Regions from separate parts of the Anas platyrhynchos genome. Here region 1 is linked to region 2. Evidence: chromatin contacts called from public Hi-C data. All regions are on one chromosome and are shown on one strand. Each heading gives the region's core, a stretch centred on a gene start, on an enhancer-like site or on the middle of the called end of the contact. The rest is flanking DNA. Distances are from core to core; before and after follow the strand shown. Region 1 overlaps SKI (SKI proto-oncogene). Region 2 overlaps SKI (SKI proto-oncogene).

What was found. Hi-C and Micro-C count contacts between places; a contact is called where the count stands out from the background.
Region 1: a contact with region 2 is called in a Hi-C map of subcutaneous adipose tissue, with 2.5 times the contacts expected there. The contact joins two enhancer-like sites. A contact is called at or near these places in 5 of 8 Hi-C or Micro-C datasets (F5 follicle, liver, skeletal muscle and 1 more).

Annotation. Positions count from the first base shown.
Region 1 is chr22:435,461-438,553 of IASCAAS_PekinDuck_T2T, reverse strand. The region is part of intron 5 of SKI (SKI proto-oncogene); the gene reads right to left. Among named protein-coding and RNA genes, the nearest start is that of FAAP20, 74 kb to the right of the region's middle. Within about 2 kb of position 1,368, at least 8 of the 8 cell types and tissues checked have an H3K27ac peak or open chromatin away from gene starts, as enhancers often do. A contact at or near this core is called in F5 follicle and subcutaneous adipose tissue, where this site is marked.
Region 2 is chr22:394,227-397,295 of IASCAAS_PekinDuck_T2T, reverse strand. The region is part of intron 5 of SKI (SKI proto-oncogene); the gene reads right to left. Among named protein-coding and RNA genes, the nearest start is that of FAAP20, 33 kb to the right of the region's middle. Within about 2 kb of position 1,300, at least 5 of the 8 cell types and tissues checked have an H3K27ac peak or open chromatin away from gene starts, as enhancers often do. A contact at or near this core is called in F5 follicle and subcutaneous adipose tissue, where this site is marked.

The DNA of each region.
Region 1 (3,093 bases), core at 119-2,618, 41 kb before region 2:
ACAAGAAAAACAAGTTTTAATTAAAGCCACTTCTACATAATCAATTTTCCTTTTTGTATCATGAAGTCCTAATATGCATCCGAAGAGCCTGATACAACTGACACGCTGCACAAGCTGCTTCAGTGACTGAGAGCAAGGTGGCAACGTGTGAAAAGCCTGATCCTGCAAAGTGCTGAACACCTTCAAAGCAGAGACGCTGCTCAGTGCAGCTGGGGGAGGAATTCAGCCAGTGACACCAGCGACAGGACTCCAGGAGCATTTCAGCCTTGCCTTCAAAGCCCAAGATGGAAATGCAAGAGCAGTGACCCCGCTGCAGCAGCACTTCAGGGGCCCACCAGCAGCTCAAGGGCCACCTGTGCTTACCCTGGTTGCTCTGTGCAAGGCTCATTCTCCCAAAAATCTTGTAATTTGATGTAATCTTGTGGATAGAAGGTGGAGGAGTTGAGGCAGCTCAGTTCAACATCCCACAGGTGGCCAGCTACAAAACTATGTGTGGCTCCAGTGTCCCTAAGCCAGCGCCCGCTACAGCCTGGATCCCAAGGAGCCGTAATTAATTCTTACACAGAATTGAAGAGTCCACATTTTTACACCAAATGTTCTAAGTTTAATTGATGTAATCCGAGAGAAGAATTTGGGGTTATTTTTAACCAATGGCTGCTGCTGCTTTTTATGTATATCTACACTGAGTAGCCAGCTACTGCCAGGATCATTTTACACTGTGCCCATGCATAACTGGATATATGGCCTTATATAAATACACACGGATAGACACATATGCACGCTCCCTCCCTATTTTATCTATGCATTTTAACATATATGCTGGAGAATAATCACACGTGCAAGGAGCCCAAGCATATGGTATATCATCCTCCCCTTCGTTTAAACGATTCCCCTTAAACCAATCAGCTCTCGCAATCCTTAGAGACTTGTAATTTGTCGTGACATCAGAAGAGAGAAATTAGTCTACAGCGTTATAAAAAAAAAAAAAGAGCAAGCACAAAGAAATGAAATTTGCAATTCACGGGCTGGGTGGTTTTCAGTGTGGGGGCGGAGGACGAGGGAAGCCGCTGAGCCTTTAAACCCAGAGGACGGGCTTGCCCCCGGCCCAGCTCCCCACCGCTGCCCCCAGCCCTTTTTCCAAGTGCACAGCGCCTGTAAAAATTCCTGCGCGCTATTTGCAGGCAAGGTCACTGCGAAAGGGCATGGCTGGGAGCCAGGGTGTTTTTCAACCGAGCTGCAGGGAGGGGAGGGAAGGGGAGGGGAGGGGAGGCTCAGGAACTCAATTAGAAGTTTCTCCAGTCTAGCCAGGAGGCTGGGAGCCCAGACTGCGGCTGTTCCGTCCTGCGAGCGGCCGCCCCGTCTGCCCGGCTCGCCGCCGCGCCAGGCCTGACGCATTTCACAGGCATCCTCCCAGCCACAGGAGGGAGGCCCGGGAACGAGAGGCAGCTCGGCCTTGGTGGCCTGGTAAATCCCTGGGTGGTTTTACGGCAGGACACACCGGTACACACGGCGCATGTCACAGGGCCTTCACCGGGCGTTCGCGGGCATCGGCGTCGCTCTGAATGCGGGTACCTGGTTAAGGAACAGTGATCTTTGGGGGCAAGCCTGCCTCGAGATCTGCTGAGCTGCTTGTTCAGTGCTGCCCTGCCACAGCGCGCAGACCTGAGCCTTTGTCATTCAGCAACAAGCCATCCCCAGAGCACATCGATTCTCCAAAGCCTCATCTGTCTCAGGGCAGAGGAGGAACGCAGGCGGGCGCAGGAACGCGCTCCGTGCCTGTGAAATACAGTAAAATGTCACCCAAGGGGAACCTTTGCCCTAAAATTGTCGCACGATTTCCCTGGCTGGGACGAGGTCCAAGGCAAACCCATTCAGCAGCCCCGCATGACTTCCTCCTGTGCCTTCAGGACAGGCAACCCCCTGCCAGCCGCTTAAAGGCACATTTACATGGAAGAGGCTTTCTGCATTTCTCTGCATGCGAGCACACAGCTGCTCCACCCCAAACTTTACCTTGAGCTTCTTTTCGGTTTCTGACCTTAATTCCCAGCCTACAGCCCAGCAGCAGAGGCTGCTACGCTGGTAGCAAGGTTCTAGCCCTGAAAACTGCCAGCCTCGTGCCTGGGAACGGAATGCATCAAAAGAGCTTTTGGATCCTGTAAATGTAGGGCCTGCTGCTTAAAAACAAACAAACACGGGCATATCCACTTCACATGGAAGGTTACTCACCTTCAATAGTTTTGAAACCAAGCTACTTTTCTAGTTACACTTTCCAATTGGAATCAATTTGGCACATCATCTGGGAAACGAAATGGCATGTTTCATCACCCACAGAGCGTTTCAGAGAGACATCTTGAATACGCATCCACATCCATCCATCCACATCCTCCTAAGCATTCATTCTCCTTGCTGAAATACCATGAATTTAAACCTCAAAACAATAGGTTAAATGAAACCCTAGGGTCTTTCTCCCATGCCTGAAAAGAGCAAGTCTGGAATTATGCACACCAAATCCTCCGCTAGCAGATGCACACAACAGTCCAGAAAATCCAGAATCCCAAATTTGCTCTACACTGTAAGGTTTTTTTTTGCAGGCAGATTCTATCTCAGTGAGGCTTGTATTGCTCGCCCGGAGCCAGTGCATACCAGTGTATCTGAAATTAGCATCCATTTTCTGAAGTTTTTAAGGTCATGTCACCTTAGATTTTTTGATAAAGAAGGCTGAGTAGTGCTTGCCTGAGAATAAATTCAGCCCGTCCTCAGAGGCGTTGTTGCATGCCAACTGGAGGAAGTGATTAAAAATTAATGCAAGCTAGGAGATACAGAAACCTGAAAGGGTGTGCCCGTAAAATACACTTTCAATCTGTCTCATCAGCAAAAGAAAAAAAAAAGCAATCAGATTCTTATAATACCAGCCTCTTGGGAAGCGGTTGGGGCATGAACTCGGTGTTCTCCTGCAGATTCACCTCGAAGAGTTAATCACAAGAAACGCCACCTTACCACTGGGAGGCTTGTCTCACTCTGTGGGTGGGGTGCTGCTGTGGGTGGCCCCTGCCCTGCTGGCTGGTGTCACCGAGTCCCTGCCAGGTGGGGGGA
Region 2 (3,069 bases), core at 51-2,550:
ACAGGCCCACTCCTGGCTTTGGCACAGTCCTGTAAAGGTGAGGGCACGGCCACAAGCTCACTGCAGCCACTCCGTGTTAACCCCGGCGCATGTCGGTTCAGGATCTGCCCTCTTCCCCACGGCTGCAAGCACCGCCAGCACGCACGGGAGGAAGTCTGATACAGAGACAAGTCTGCTGTGGTTTGTGGGCGAACTGGTTCCAATTAGTGCGCCTGCTGATTGCCTGAGTGAGAACTGCCGAACGAGCCCCAAGCCCCAAACTTTCAAATTAACCTCGGATGCTCCAGAAAATATCTCAACAGGTGATTTTGGTAACAGTATGAGGCTGAATCTGCAGTGGCAATGAAGACAAGAACCATACAAGACATACCTGCCTACCCAAGGTGGGCACGAAGATAATAATGCCATGAATTCTGTCCACCCCCAGCGTGACACACACTAACTATAGCAGAAACTGAGTGGAACACCACTAAAAGTAAAAACAGAGATACACACTTATTAATCTGTACTTCCAAAATGCAGAAAACAGATGCAAATTAGCAATTCTCTAATAAAATGTATTATTAACATTGTAATTGGTAAGTTTAAAATAAAGGCATGTTATATTACTACGCGTTAAAGTAATGCTTCCTTTACATGAAAATCAATTTGATTTAAGTGTTCTATGGCCACTCAAAAGAAACAGGTTAGCTTAGCAACTGACAGTACTCTACTGATAGATGTCCTACAGCCCAGCTGGAGTTCCTTCTGTCCATGCTTTCATTTCTTTCCAAGAACCCCGTCAGATTTAGTGCAACTCTTCCATGAGAGCTCCCTCTAAATAAGAATCACAGCACGAAGTTCGGGAACTGTCTGCCTTTAAAAAAAAACACAAGAGTGTAATGAGGCTTTTTGTGCCTGATACTTTGCATGGAGATGCAACTCGGTGCAGTGGCAAAGCAGTTGGGCCGGCTAAGCCAGCAGTGTGAGTTCCAGTCCTTCGTTATCACCAGCAGCAGGGAGCCAGCCCACTCCTTGCTGTACTCGGTGCCACCGAAACCCTGAACTTCGGCACAATATCCTCGCTAGGAGACAAAAACGACACGGATTTTCAGTAAGAATGGACAACGGACCTCGTCGAGTCTCCAAATTGTGCTCGGCTCAGCCCCCTCGATGCAGCCGCAGCACTGCTAGCGAGGTGCAGATAAGGTACTGGTGGCTGCCAGGAGTTTCACCGCTGCGTTGTCTAGACATGCTCTGAGCAGCCTCACGCAGACACTGCCAGATGCTTTTACAACGCCGACGTGAACACTCATCCCAGCAAAGGAAAACACACCCTCGCCAGGCAGCCCGATAACCGTGCCTGGCTGCTGGCGGTCAGGCCAGGTGCTGCAGGCTCCCCGACCGACACACTGTGTTCACGCCACCTTCAAAGCGCGCTGCTCTTTGGGGCAGAACACACGGCCGAGCCCCAAACCACTGAGATGGAGAGGCGAGAGAGACTGCCCGGACAATGAAGGCAGTGGCATATATTTTAATATTTTGGGCTGTGATTGTCTGAAGAATAGATTTTGTGTAATTTCCTCCCTAACTCACGAGGGCTGAGTTCAGGAAGTACAGTACGATTCTGGGGTAACAGAGAGCCACAGGTGACTCAACATCATTAGCTCATTATTTGCAGCACACTCTGTGTCTCGCACACATGCACGTACCTGCTTCTTTGTTCTCGACCTACAACATCTGTAAAACTGTTTGCACTCCTGGCAAAAAAATGCTGATGTCTGCTTAAACACTGACATCTCAGGTACACAGGATTTCGCTTAAGCTCGGCATGGTTTTTCAGGTCCTATTCCTAAGGTGTGAAGTGTTTGTGAACTTAGGGTACTCCTTCAAGGCTTCAACACTTGTGTTTTAGGGACTTCAACATTTTTACTGGGTATTTTCTAATGAATTCTTAAGCAGCAAGTAAGAGAGCAAATGACTTCTGTGCTCCATGGGGAAACACCTGAACCCATAGCTCTCAAAGCTTTTCAAGAGCATTCATCAAGCCAGTTGGTACAGAGAAGAATAAATCCATCCAGCGTCCTGAACACCAATGCCTGTGAAATCAAAAATGGGAATCTCCCTGCTATACGAGATCAAGAAACTCGCTACTGCCAGGAGGCAGGACTTGGGGATACAGGAACAGAAAGATCCGCATCGTAGCTCCATCACATTTCACGTGGCCACAAAACACAGTGCAGCCACCACTGCACGGCACCTGAAAGGCCCGAGCCACCCCAGCAGTGCTCGGCAGCCCCACGCTCTTCCACTTTCGGCAGCGTCTGTTCTTCGAGTTGGCCGCACACTTGACCTGGCTAAACCTCTCTCCAGCTGAGAAAGCCGCGTGTTGTGGCAGCCCGGGCTTGGGAGGCATTGAGAAATGAAGTGCTCATTTGTGTGTCTGTACACAGAAGGCTGCTTCCAGCTCCCAGCTGCTTCACCCGAGTGCTGCTGGGACCTGAGCTGTGGGAACGCGGCCCCGCTGGCATTGGGGGTGTTCACACGCGTGCAAGGAGAGTTCTCATCCCCCCTCGCTGCCTGATCGGACAGTTTTACTAAACATACAGATGTCTGGCACACAGCTAGGAAACGTGGAAGCACCAAACTCTGCTCAGTTCAACGTTCAAAAGAAAAAAAAGTTGAAAAGAGGCAGAGGCGAAGCCACCCTCCTCTCCTGGAAACAGCAACCAGAAAGCCTTGGGGTGTGTTTGTTTGAACTAGCTCCATCAGAGACATACCTGCGTACAGAGCACGGTGCTGCTCCACACGGGGTGGAGAGAGGATCTCAAAGACAAACCAAGGCCGCGTCTACACCAGCAAGAGGACACAACATGCACCAGCTGCTGAGCTCAAGAAAAAGGCTTTGGCACCGATGGTGGATTTCTAGGACCCTGTTTTGCAATGCTGTCAGGTTCTTCACATTTTGAATCTCTGGAAATAACCCAGAACACATCGGTTGGGCTCCATGCTGATAACCATGGATCAAATGCGAGACAGGTAGGGAAACGGGCCTCCCCCTCATGCAACAGCAGTGCTGGTACTCTGAGA